Regions from separate parts of the Mus musculus genome. Here region 1 is linked to region 2. Evidence: chromatin contacts called from public Hi-C data. All regions are on one chromosome and are shown on one strand. Each heading gives the region's core, a stretch centred on a gene start, on an enhancer-like site or on the middle of the called end of the contact. The rest is flanking DNA. Distances are from core to core; before and after follow the strand shown.

Region 1 (6,672 bases), core at 1,004-3,503, 200 kb after region 2:
CTCCATGTGTCCATTGACACATGTTCTGGCATCATGTTTGCTTCTCCGTTAACCGGAGTAAAAGCCTCACATGTGATTCAACATTGTCTTGAGGCATGGAGTGCTTGGGGGAAACCCAGACTCCTTAAGACTGATAATGGACCAGCTTACACGTCTCAAAAATTTCAGCAGTTCTGCCGTCAGATGGACGTAACCCACCTGACTGGACTTCCGTACAACCCTCAAGGACAGGGTATTGTTGAGCGTGCGCATCGCACCCTCAAAGCCTATCTTATAAAACAGAAGAGGGGAACTTTTGAGGAGACTGTACCCCGAGCACCAAGAGTGTCGGTGTCTTTGGCACTCTTTACACTCAATTTTTTAAATATTGATGCTCATGGCCATACTGCGGCTGAACGTCATTGTTCAGAGCCAGATAGGCCCAATGAGATGGTTAAATGGAAAAATGTCCTTGATAATAAATGGTATGGCCCGGATCCTATCTTGATAAGATCCAGGGGAGCTATCTGTGTTTTCCCACAGAATGAAGACAACCCATTTTGGGTACCGGAAAGACTCACCCGAAAAATCCAGACTGACCAAGGGAATACTAATGTCCCTCGTCTTGGTGATGTCCAGGGCGTCAATAATAAAGAGAGAGCAGCGTTGGGGGATAATGTCGACATTTCCACTCCCAATGACGGTGATGTATAATGCTCAAGTATTCTCCTGCTTTTTTACCACTAACTAGGAACTGGGTTTGGCCTTAATTCAGACAGCCTTGGCTCTGTCTGGACAGGTCCAGATGACTGACACCATTAACACTTTGTCAGCCTCAGTGACTACAGTCATAGATGAACAGGCCTCAGCTAATGTCAAGATACAGAGAGGTCTCATGCTGGTTAATCAACTCATAGATCTTGTCCAGATACAACTAGATGTATTATGACAAATAACTCAGCAGGGATGTGAACAAAAGTTTCCGGGATTGTGTGTTATTTCCATTCAGTATGTTAAATTTACTAGGGCAGCTAATTTGTCAAAAAGTCTTTTTCAGTATATGTTACAGAATTGGATGGCTGAATTTAAACAGATCCTTCGGGAATTGAGACTTCAGGTCAACTCCACGCGCTTGGACCTGTCGCTGACCAAAGGATTACCCAATTGGATCTCCTCAGCATTTTCTTTCTTTAAAAAAATGGGTGGGATTAATATTATTTGGAGATACACTTTGCTGTGGATTAGTGTTGCTTCTTTGATTGGTCTGTAAGCTTAAGGCCTAAACTAAGAGAGACAAGGTGGTTATTGCCCAGGCGCTTGCAGGACTAGAACATGGAGCTTCCCCTGATATATCTATGCTTAGGCAATAGGTCGCTGGCCACTCAGCTCTTATATCTCACGAGGCTAGTCTCATTGCACGAGATAGAGTGAGTGTGCTTCAGCAGCCCGAGAGAGTTGCAAGGCTAAGCACTGCAATGGAAAGGCTCTGCGGCATATATGAGCCTATTCTAGGGAGACATGTCATCTTTCATGAAGGTTCAGTGTCCTAGTTCCCTTCCCCCAGGCAAAACGACACGGGAGCAGGTCAGGGTTGCTCTGGGTAAAAGCCTGTAAGCCTAAGAGCTAATCCTGTACATGGCTCCTTTACCTACACACTGGGGATTTGACCTCTATCTCCACTCTCATTAATATGGGTGGCCTATTTGCTCTTATTAAAAGAAAAAGGGGGAACTGTGGGAAGCCGCCCCCACATTCGCCGTCACAAGATGGCGCTGACATCCTGTGTTCTAAGTTGGTAAACAAATAATTTGCGCATGAGCCAAGGGTATTTACGACTACTTGTACTCTGTTTTTCCCGTGAACGTCAGCTCGGCCATGGGCTGCAGCCAATCAGGGAGTGATGCGTCCTAGGCAATTGTTGTTCTCTTTTAAATAGAAGGGGTTTCGTTTTTCTCTCTCTCTTGCTTCTTACACTCTGGCCCCAAAAAGATGTAAGCAATAAAGCTTTGCCGTAGAAGATTCTGGTTGTTGTGTTCTTCCTGGCCGGTCGTGAGAACGCGACGAATAACAGGATTATATACCCCAAGAACCTGCCCTAGTTACCTACTTCCTTCAGCTATACCCCAGTTCCCATGTTTCTACAACCTCTCAAAAATAACACCTGTGAACTAGGGACTAATGTCTTGAGACCCAGCCTCTAGAAGATAAGATTCAAACTACAACATGGTTGTGGTGCTCATGGGTGCTCATCATCAAGGGAAGAGCCGACGACACATCAAAAAGTATCAAAAAGCAGAACCAAGGCCAGAAGGAACTGGGTGGAGGTTAAGAGGGTGGCAGACTCTAAGAAATCAGAATGTAATGTAGAAGAAGATTGTATTGGGTGTGACTGCTCCAGCTACTGCCCCTAGAACCCATAGCCAGAGGAGCTTCCCACAGGCCTAAAGGTAGGAATAGTGAGCTGTTGGCTATTCTATCCCTATTTACCATATTAATTCTCCCTGGGAGAGAAGGAAATGCAGGCCACTCCTAGAAATTGCAGAAGAGCTCCTCCAAAGTCTACAAAATGCTCTGAAGACTCGGGGAACATTGCAGAAGTGGTAAGGGGGTGTAAGAGCCAGAGGCTCAGGAAATGGTGAGACTGAATTCCCTACCACCTACACCCATAAAATCTCACCAATGTGACTGCCCGAACATGAGCTAAACCAAAGATGCACTGAAAAGCAGGCCAAAATGAATGGAGAAAAGCCCTCAAGGACTCAACCCTACACAGAGAACCACAGGCTACTGAGTAAATCTGTGGAGCAAGAGAGATGGTCCTTCCCATGGAAGAACACACCAAGTGGTTATCCAATGCCAAATGATCTGCCCTAAAACATATATACAAACATTATTATATGGAATCAACAGGTTATATCTAGGAATGTATGTGCATATATGTACAAATATCCAACAACAATGAAAAAAGAGGCTATGAACTTGAAGGAGACTGGAGAGGGGTATATGGGAGGACTTAGAGGCATAAGGGAAGGAATAAACATTGTAATTAAATCACAATCTCAAAAATCAACAGCCACAACAAAAACCACCAACAAACAGAAATCAACTGGAAAATCAATGAGTGCAATTGCTGACACTTGCATTTTGCAAAACATCCAAGACTAAGTATCTGTCAATGTGTATGCAGTTTCACACATTCACACACATAATAAGGGGTGCTGGGGGCTCCTAGATCTGGGTATGGCTTGTGAAGAGTCAGGGATCCAGGAAGTCATGTGCCACACTATACAGGTGAGTAGATGAACAAGAGGCACCACAGGATCAGAAACCCACAGGCATCGCTAGTGACCTCCATAAAAGGCCCCAGTCCCCAATGGTCACTTTTCAGATACACCAACCCCTCCTGCAGCATCTCTAGCAATCCACTTCCGACTGCCTTTTTATGACTTAACAACACAGTTTTTCCTCGAATTTTATGGCATTTCATTAAAGCCGCCAGAAGGTGATACTGCCCCTTTTTCTAGGAGTGAAATAAATTCCAGTTTTATCGCTTCTGGAAATGCCGGAGCAGCTGTCAGGACATTTGATAGATTTTCTCAATTACATCTCTTGTGGAGCATTTTATACTTACATCTGCACCTCAGCCCCACGCGGAACATGCGCAGCTTTGCTCCTCTCTCTTGTGTCTTGTGCATCTTTTTTTGGTTTAATGACCAATTTATTATTTTTCCCTTTTATTTCTCTTTACTCCTTTTTTTTCTGCATTCTGTTTCTCTTTTTTGCTGTTTGGATTAGAGAATGTTATATTTCTCATAGAAATTAACATTCCTCATAGAAGAGAAGGGATGGAGAACTAACAAGAACCTATAGAAGAAAAGAAGAAAATCTGTTAAAATTTAAAAGCAAATCAATTTTCCCTTTGGGGAGTTTACTGTTAATGTAGAGCCCAGTTTGCACATGCAGTATTTATTAACGTGACATGACATATGTTGGGGTTTTCCCTCCTAATGGGATAGAAAACTCTGGTTGTGTGACTTTTCACACTAATAAAGCTCTTCGTTGGTGGCTTCATTATCAAAACAGAGACTATCATCTGTCTCAGATAACTTCGTGGATTATTCAGTACTGCAGAAGCATAGTCCTGGTGGATGTTAAATAAATAAAAGAGGTTAATGTGCAACAAAGACCAAACCAGTAGAATGTGCAGCCGGGCTATGGATGGGGTAGGAACCACTTCTTTGATCTAAGTGTATCTTTTGTGGTTGTTGGTGGTGATGGTGTTATTTTTGTTGTTGCTGCTGCTGCTGCTGGTGGGGAGTTTTAATTTGTTAGACATAGTTCCTTTTTGGTGCACTTTTGGTTTTGTTGTTGGGGATGATAAGTGTTCATGTGAGTACTAGTGTATGTGTGAGTGCTAGTGTGTTTGGAGGCCAGAGATAAACTTCAGAAGTTGCTTTTCAGTAGCTATCCACCTTGTTTATAGAGACAGGACCTCTCACTGTTAAGAGAGTCTCACTAATTAGGCTACTCTTACTGACCAGTGAGCTCCAGAATTATACCCGTCTCCTCAACTAAACCCACTCAGCATGGGTATTACAAATGCACACCATTATGCCAGGTTGTTTGGGGTTTGTTTGTTTGTTTGTTTGTTTTTGTTTTTTGGTGTTTTGTTTTGTTTAACATTGGTGCTGGAAATCAAAGTCACAACCTTAGGCATGGACAGCAAGCATGTTGTTAACAAAGCCATTTCTTGACTACCTGGTTTGGGTTTTTGACATGGAATTTTTGACAGCTATGTTGCCCCAGCTGGCCTAGAACTCACATGATGCCCTCAAACTCGTGGCAATCCTCCTGCTGTCACCCTATGAGCAAGAGTTACTGGTGAATAACAAAATCTTACTATACATGGTCTTGCCTGCATAGCATACCTACACTCAGAGGGCTGAATCAGGGACAAACCATGAGTTTGAAGCCAACTAGGGCCAACAGTCCTCCTGTATCAGAGGGAGAGGGAGAGAAGGAGAGGGAAAGGGAAAGGGAAAGGGAAAGGGAAAGGGAAAGGGAAAGGGAAAGGGAAAGGGAAAGGGAAAGGGAAAGGGAAAGGGAAAGGGAAAGGGAAAGGGAAAGGGGAAGGAAGAGGGAAAGGGAAAGGGAAAGGGAAAGGGGAAGGAAGAGGGAGAGAGAAAGGGAGAGGGAGAGAGGGAGAGAGAAAGGGAGAGGGAGAGAGGGAGAGGGAGAGAGGGAGAGAGGGAAAGAGAGAGAGAACTTAATAAATATGTGCTGAATGAATGCCCAGAACACAATGCAGTACTTAGGACCAGCTTCATTAAGTTTGCTGTCTTTTTTATTGAAAGAAGTCTAACCTCTCAGGTCCTTCTGGTCATTGACTCTTTTAAAAAGACAACAAATGACCTGACTTCTTCTACTATGAATTAGTTTAATCTGTTCCTGATCTTACATATCGACAGAGTCATGGGATGCTGGCTTACGTTATGACTTCTCAGAACCATCACTGTTGTAAGGTCAACACATGCTGTTACATGATGCTACAGTTTCTCATCTTGCTGTATAATATTCAGTAACACAAACACACCATCACAGTTAGTTATCCTACTTTTGATGGACACTGGGTTCTTTCTAAGCTGGAGCCAAATGAACACTTATTATGAAACTATATGTTTGTGATGTGAGAAGAATTCCACATGTCCTTTGTGTATGTCTTCTGTAATTGGAATGGTAACAAAAGGATAAGCAAATACACAGCTTAGAAAGTTTTACCAAACAACATCAGCAGCAATATTTAGATTCAGCCCCATGTCTTCATGATCATTATTGTTCTCCTTTTAGCATTCGGAAACAGGTGGAGAAATTCCACCATTGCCTTAATTTGCTTGTCTTCAATGGTTAATCAAGGTGATTTATTTTCTCTACTCTGGTTGCTCTGACAGCAACAGAAATTCATTCCTCATGGTTCTTGGTACTAGAATTCTGAACTCAGGGGTTAGCAGAGTTGTGTTCATTTCATAGGGTGTAGGAACAAATCCATTCCTTGACTCTTCTGGGCCCTGGAGACTGTTGGTTTTCCTTGGTCTGCGTTTGTGTTATTGATTTCTTATGACTTCCTTTATTAACCTTAATACAGATACATTGCCAGAGATACTTTCTGCAGTTCTTTGGTCTCTCTCTAACTTGACTTTCAACTCTTGTAATTGTCCCTGGCTCTCACATTTTAATCGATCAATTGGTAGGTTCAGGGAAATCCAGTGACTTTTCCAGATGTGTATCTAATTAGAAAAGAGGACATGTTCTCAACCTTACATTCATTTCCCAAAGTTTTTAAGTGAATGAATGAGCACCCATGGTGCTATAGAACCACTGGACATATGTCCTTTAGCACGAGAAATTTACATTAAAAATATTATTTAAAGGTTAAATCACTTAAGGGATAGCTCAGTTGGTAAAATGTGTGCCTTGAAATCACTAAGACCTGAGTTTGATCATCAAAGCACAAATGAAAATGTCAGACATGATAGCAAACCAGCAATCCCAGCAGTGGGAAGACAGAAACAGGAAGATTTCTGGGGTTTCGCAGATAACTAGTTCTTCCTAACCAGTGATCTCCTTTCTCAAAGGAAGTGAATGGCATTCCTGAGGATAACACCAAAAAGTTATTCTCCTACCCTTATGTACTCG
Region 2 (7,405 bases), core at 117-2,616:
ACTTCCAAAATATCACCCTGTTTCCTTGGCGACCGTCTAAGCTTTATTCCCTATGAACCGACGTGGCATGATTCATCAGTGAACAGCCAGCAGCAGCCACCCGGTTTACAGACTTCCTAAAGATTTCCTGGAAAGAAATTCTTGCCCTGAGCTCTTTCAAAGGCTCTCTGTTTTTGATGTTTCACAGAACATAGCTCAAAGTGATAACAATAATAATAATAATAATAATAATAATAATAATAATTCTGTAACATGTCCATGAGGAACAGCAGTATTGATGGAGATAATGAAATGCAGAAATGAAAACCCCTCAGCAACACTCCCTCACATGTGCCTAAGCTCTGTTCATTAATCTCTGATAATTAGACTTTTTTGCAGAGGTTAACAGCAGTGGCACATGGTAATTAAGGACTCCATCACTACCAAAGGGATTGGAATGCTTCTAGTGTGACACATGTCCGGCTTTCAGTATGTGTTATGTTTGCTTTAAGTATGAATTCCCTATGTAAGAAGTGTATTGTGTGCATGTGTGTGTGCATGTATGTGTGTGTGTGTGTGTGTGTGTGTGTGTGTGTGTGTGTAGAGAGAGAGAGGGAGGGAGGGAGGGAGGAGGGAAGAGAAATCCATGATCTTATATTAACTTCTTCAGTGAAAGTTAACAAAGTATTTTAGTTGTAAACTAAATAAAAGAACGACCTATTGCTTGGATCATCAATTTTTTTTTGGCTTGGCGATGTGACCTTAGCGAGGTTTCAGATGCCCTTTGCCTCAGTTTCTCCATCTGTAAGATGCTGTGGTTATAAACTCTTTAGAGTTTTATAATTTAATAATGATATCCATCAAAATTGCTAGAATTCACTGATGATATACATTATGCCATGTGCTGTTCTGAGCCCATATATGTCCTCAAAACATTTCAGAGCAAAAGGGGTTGAATAGGCTGCCAGTACTACTTAATTCACTTTGAGATATCCAAGTCACTCAAGAACAAACTTCCCCCAAAGGGTAGTTCATTGGACAACATTCTCCTTTTTCTTCTAGAATGAGAAATACTTACACCTCGTAGCATCTTTACTTTGGTAATAGTAACCATTTGGCTTAGGCTGAATATAGCAGTATGAGTCCATCCGTGAAAGAACCCATTAATAGAGACTCACAAGATGAAGAAGATAGCTACTTCATCTCTGAGCTGTTTTGGTTATTGGGCTAAATGAGAGGTACACGGGACCCCCAACCCCGCCAGAGAGATGGTTTATCTTGGCACCCAGCTGTGAGTGCAGTCCAGCAAGGCAGGACTGCCTGGGCTGTGGCAGCAGGAGAGTGAAGCAGCTGGCCACAGGGTAGCTGTGGACAGGAAGCAGACTGCGATGAATGCTGGCACTCAGCACGCTCTCTCCCTCACTTCCTCCTTTTTATTCAGCTCAGCACCCCAGTCCATAAAATGGTACTGACCAAGTTCAGGCTGTATCGCCCGCTCCAGTTAAACCTTCATGGAAATGCCCTCATGGACATGCTCAGAGAGGAGGCTCCTAAGTTAATCTAAGTTAATTGACAATGAAGATGAACTATCTCCTATCCCTTCCTCTCTCCCTTTTTTGCTCTGTAATGTCACAAACTGCATATCTGCATACTTAAAACTGATATTGGTTGGATATTTTTTTCAAGGCAAGGGAGGGAAGAAGGAAGTTTCTAATCCTTAACCCCCCCCCCCCCACACACACACACAAAGTCTGACTTTCAAAGGTCTCAGGTCCTAAGAGGGAGAGAGATTTTGCCTGTATTTTAAGTTTTGTTTTGTTTTGTTTTGTTTTTCCAGACTAAGTCAAAAAGTAAACTGAGCTAGCTGCCTCGCCCCAGGAATGGGGTTTATTTCTATCCAGTGTTTCAGGATCGCCCCCCTGGTGTCTTTAGTCATGCTCTAGCTGAAGCCAAGAGTGAGGGTTTCAGTGGCAAGTAAAAGCCCCTCGCTGGAGCCTGGCAGAGTTTCCATAGCAGCTGGCCCCTCCATTAGCAGTTTCCAACCCCTCTCCCCAGATGAGTGTGAATGGGCAGGCTGGCACTTGCTCCTCCGGATTCTCCTTTTACTTTTATTGGGGGAGGGGGCTTTTAAAAGATTGACACTTCCACAGAAAGAAGAGGAAGAGGCGGAGATGGGAGGGAGGGAGGAAGAGAGAGGGAAAGGAGAGAGAGAGAGAGAGAGAGAGAGAGAGAGAGAGAGAGAGAGAGACACTTGGTTTTGTCCCAGTTCCATTTCCTCCTGATTTCCTTTGTAAAAGCAACCTTCAACTTCTGTATGCTGACACCATTACCTGGAACAGCAATCTGAGCCCATATAGTCTTGCTCTCCTCAAGTGTGGTGAAGACAGAGAGACAGTTATTTGACAATAAGTGACATATTTCTGGCAGGGTTTTCTATTCAAACATCGAAAGGAGATAGAAGATTTAACAAAAAATAGCCAATACTATGCTACTGCTATGTGCTATTCCGTGTACTTGTTTTTAATAAAAAACAAAACCAACCAAACAAACAAACAAAAACCCCCAAGCCATTGGTTTGTACTGAATTCCTTACTGCACCACATCCAACAGCCCAAACCAAATGGCGTCACTCAACCAAGACAGAACTAGGTTGCTTATCTGACCTCCTAAAAAAAAATCAGAAGAGAGAAATGAGCAGTCCTCTCACTTTGTTCTCCACTTCTGCCTTTCTGTTCCCTTGATTAGAACACTCACTGTCATATAGAAGGAGGTGCTTTGATTCTGGAGTCGCCATGAAAGGGCAAGTAAGAGCTTTAAACTTATCTTGATGTAATTTGGTTTGGGGCCAACTTGTTTGTACTGGAGATTTTGAAAACTCGTGTAAATCTCCTCATGCTGACTGGCTTCCATGCATGAGCTATTCTTTCCATTTGCCTGTTGCCAGATTAACCTGGGAGAAAGTAGAATCTCACCCTTTCCTCTTCTTCTAGGACTTTTTCCTCACTTAATCCTAACACAAAGGGTCCTTCTCTCCCAGTTTAGAGTGGTGGATCTGCCTTTGTAGAATAAGAGATCTTCATGTGCTGGGCCTGGCACAGATGAACTTGGAAGAGAAAGGATGAAAGCAGCCATGGTTTGGCTTTGCAGTAAGGGAAAACCAAGCTCTAACAACGACAACAAAGATTGAGAGAAAAAATGATTCTTCTTGTTAAAGTAAATTAATTAGTTGGATTTATATGAGGAGACAGAAGGGAAGGAGCCAGGCTGTGTCCCACATTAATAACTCCCTCAGGAGAAGCCAGATTGGATTGAAAGAGGAGGACGGGGGAGGGGCCTTCATGCCACCTTGGAAGGGAAGGATCTTGGGTTTTCCTCTTTTTGCACTCTGTCACCCCTGCAGACACAAGCACATATCCTGAGCCTGACATGAAAATGATGTCATCTTTCTTTTTGACTCACCAACCAGACTACATTAATCCCCCACAGCGTGAGGGCCAGCAGGAGGCTGCTTAAGGGACTTCAGGCCTGTGAATAAATGATGACCCAGTGGTTAGGGGGCGGTAGCCTAGATACATTCAGGATGCATTAAAGCAATTAGCCGAGAGAGAAGTGAGAGTACAATTTCCAATCCCCAAGAAGGACCAGGCCATGCCTGGAACTGGGTGGGGAACTCTACAACTGTAGGTTGGTGAGAAACACTTAGCAAAATGACTGCCTAGGAACGGATCGTGCATGGAGTCCTGCCCTTTGGCCTGGTTTCATGCTAACGCCACTGAGAGTGAGGAGAGGGTATGAAGATGACGGTGAGAGCCACAAACTGGATTGTCCGCAAATCGCTGCTCTTGAGCCAGTCCTGTCACAGATATTTCTAAATTGGTGCTTGCTCACTGGTACCCCCTGTTGAATCTAATTCCAGGAATGCTTTCTGTTTGGCCAGAGCCTTTGCTTTGGCCCAGTATTTAAAACAAATAAAACAAACAAACAAAATCAAAGCAATATTTTTAAAATTCAAAACAGATTTTATGATCGTCTTGCAAAGCCTGTGGTGTGTTAATGCTAGGTTGGCACTCCTGCCTGACCCCAGGATGCTGGAGTAGCTGGGTGCCCTCCATGTTGTCCCATGTTTCACTCTTCCCTGTCCCCCACTCTGCTCATTTACATGCATTCGGACCTCTGCATGCCATTTGAGTTTCTGATCTCTACTTCATTAATTGATTCATTTCGTTTACTTCCTTACTGGAACAGGGGCTTGCTGTAATGCTAGGGTTGGCCTGGAACTAAATATGTAATACAGGCTGGCCTTAAACACAAAATCCTTCTGTCCCAGACTTTCAATTCTGTGATTCTAGGCATGCACCCCCATGCCATCGTAGAATTCTACCTGAAATGGCTTCTGAGTTTGGTTCAATCAGAAGTATCAGGTAAACTCTGGAACTTCCAGGCCTGTTTTCTACATAGATCCCCCTTAATCCCTGCTCTCTAAAGGGCTTTCTTTCATCTGTCGGACCTTGCTTATGAACCCCCGTAGACACAGCCTTGACTCTGAGTCTGTGTCCTTCCCAGATGAAGCTCTGGAATATACGTGCTCATTTGTTTCAATCCATTTAGAAACAGTAGCAGACCAGGAAGTAGCCCTGAGAATAAAGGGACATCTGAACAGCCTTTAACCACAGCAATCTGGTCTGGGCCTGTGTGGAGGATACCTACCACAGAAGAGTAGCCAAGACTAGGCCAAGCTAAACACAATGATTTCAGGCAGTTTCATCTTCACTTCACCCATGAGATGTGAGACAGAGCCCCTAGGTCCTATAAACAGCCAGCCAGAGCATTCCTCCTTCCCTGATGCTGTGTGCTTCCCCAGAGAGTAAACTCCTAACCCTCCTTTTTTTTTCTTATTCGAATGAATTTCCAGTTGGAAATGTCATTTAAGCATGAACAATAGTGCCAGTGACTCCAAGAGACTAAATCCCACAGCCTGAACTCTCTCCTCTGAACCCTCAGGGAACCCTTTTCTCACCTCTTGTCTCCCCCACTTTCTCTCCCTCAATCACTTAGGCCTAACAGGAAGGAACTGCTAAGGGGAACTTCCCTCCCTCCCCCCCTCCCCTCCTCAGCTGCGCTACATTTGGGCACTTCTAAAAGGCACATCTCATCATTAACTGGCACCCTAGTCCCCCGGTAAACAATCACATTGTTTAAAACTAAAGGGCAATCTGTGTTTTGAAGGTGGCTGAGGGGCCTGTTTGACTACTGCGCTCCAAAGCCGAGAAGGCAGTAAAAAAGTCCAAGGTACACAGTCAGAAAATGAATAATTCAACTTCTCTCACACGCCGAATTAACCTTGACTTATTTCATGCTTCCCCGCCCCCATCACGCCAACTTTTGCCTCTCTCCAACTGGAGTTGGCTGAAATCATCCAAGCATGCATTTCAATCCCATCTGGAACCGTCTTCTGCTCTATTTGGATCACAGAACGTGAGAGCAATCGGGCAAGTACGAGTTCCCTATGGGAAGGGGTGTCATGAGAAGGCCTATAGTGCTGGGTGCTTGGGGCAGCACCCACACCCATGAAAGATGAACACCAACTATCTTTCAGCTAATACTGACAGCCAGAAGATAAAGCAGCTCAGGATGTAGGGAGCCTCTGTGTTCCTATTTTTGTATCACTCATTTTTCTTGACACAACTCTCTGCCCCAGCTTCCTCACAATACTGCCAACGAGCAACAACTACCACCTTCACCCCACCAGGAAAATAAGGACCCTCATCAGGTATACAGCTTTGAAAGGCAGGTAGAGTACACTCGTACTTTTGTAAAATCAGCTCACCTCTCACAGGTAGAGCGTGACAGTATCATATGCTAAGCACTGAGTTACATGGTGTGTGTGGGGGGGGGTGGGGGGGGTGAGACAAGGCTCCTGACATATAAAAGCCTCATTTGTCCAGGAGATGTCCCTAAGACCCTTCCCTTGACCACTTTACAGAGAAGGTGGAAACAAATAGAGAGACAAACATGCTTGTCCAGCTCAGAGGAAGATAGAAGCAACCCTGTGCACATGCGGTGGTTTTCTTGGTTATGTTATGAGATAAATAGAGTTGCCAGGCATGGTGGTAAATGGCTGTGGTCTGGGCTACTTTGGAGGCTGATACAGAAGGATTGCTTGTTTGTCATCTGAATTACAGAGTGGGTTCAAGGCCAGCCTAAGCAATTTGATAAGAGTCTGTCTCAAAAGAAAAAAAAGTATGAAAGGGACTGGGGGATCCAGTTCAGTGGTGGTTTAAATAAAAATGGCTCCGATAGGCCCATAGGGAGTGGCACTATTAGGAGGTGTGGTCTTTTTGTAGTAGGTATGGCTTTGTTAGAGGGAGTGTCACTGGGAGGCAGGCTTTGAGGCCTCAGAAGCTCAAGCCTGGCCAGTATGTCACTGTCACTTCCTGCTTCCTGCCAACCTGGATATAGAACTCTCAGCTCCTTCTCTAGCACCATGTCTACCTGCACACCACTGTGCTTCCTGCCCTGATGGTCATGGACTAAACCTCTGATACTGTAAGCCATCCCCAATTAAATGTTTGCCTTTTACAAGAGTTGCTGCCATGGCCATGATGTCTGTTCACAGCAATGGACTAAGACAGATTCAGTTGTAGAACACTTACCTACCAAGATCAATCCTCAGTCCTGAAAAGAAAAAAAAAAATACTGCATCTATTTAGATGGTATCCTTGGAGATATTAGGAGCTGAGGCAAAAGGGAATCTGAGTTGGACTTAAGATGCTCTCATCAGCATAGACAAGCTAACTTCTAGAAGAATGTGGCAGATATTGTCCAAGAAAATTTTCTGGAATGGTGGAATGTCCTACAGATGTATTTCTCAGTGTGATAGCCACTAGCCATGTGTGGCCACCAAACAGCTGACTTGTGGCATTTTAGTCTTTCTCAATTTTCAATAGTTTACATTTAAAAGCAGCATTGGGTAGTGGGCGGTGTCGGAGATGGCAAGGCAGAGGCAGCATCTTCTACATCATTTCTTTAGGAAGCAGCCTTAGGAATGTCTATCTCCACACACTTCATTCAGAAATTCCTTCAGCGTTTTCAAATACGAGGAAGGAAGAAGCAAACACTGGCTCGAGCTTCCTAGAGGTGCCAGGTCTGAGAAAAGCACTTTCACATTTGAGAGTGAAGCTCTAAGTCTGCTATAAATAGTATTACCCCGCTTGTGCAACTGGGAAATCTGCAGGTGACAAATTGAAGTACATGGCCAAGAGTTGCAAGATGAGTAGCTGGCAGAACTGGAATTTTAGTCTCTATTATATTAAGCATTGTTCTCAATGCTAATGTCACAGAGGAAAAACCAGCCACTGGCTACCAAGTTCATGGTTTATGTCTGACTTGATCCTTGGTTACCAGATTTTCTTGGGTCAGAGTTGAA

What was found. A called contact is a pair of places that touch in the nucleus more often than the background predicts.
Region 1: a contact with region 2 is called in a Hi-C map of bone marrow-derived macrophages, with 20 read pairs. The contact joins two enhancer-like sites. A contact is called at or near these places in 1 of 484 Hi-C or Micro-C datasets (bone marrow-derived macrophages), 1 of 115 datasets of contacts at active chromatin or transcription factors (bone marrow-derived macrophages) and 1 of 9 other capture datasets (macrophages).

What each region holds. Positions count from the first base shown.
Region 1 is chr1:64,388,143-64,394,814 of GRCm38.p6, forward strand. No RefSeq gene overlaps it. Among named protein-coding and RNA genes, the nearest start is that of Gm35803, 110 kb to the left of the region's middle. Within about 2 kb of position 2,254, at least 3 of the 459 cell types and tissues checked have an H3K27ac peak or open chromatin away from gene starts, as enhancers often do. A contact at or near this core is called in bone marrow-derived macrophages, where this site is marked.
Region 2 is chr1:64,188,310-64,195,714 of GRCm38.p6, forward strand. The region is part of intron 1 of Gm35880 (a long non-coding RNA gene); the gene reads left to right. Among named protein-coding and RNA genes, the nearest start is that of Gm39654, 64 kb to the right of the region's middle. Within about 2 kb of position 1,367, at least 105 of the 459 cell types and tissues checked have an H3K27ac peak or open chromatin away from gene starts, as enhancers often do. A contact at or near this core is called in bone marrow-derived macrophages, where this site is marked.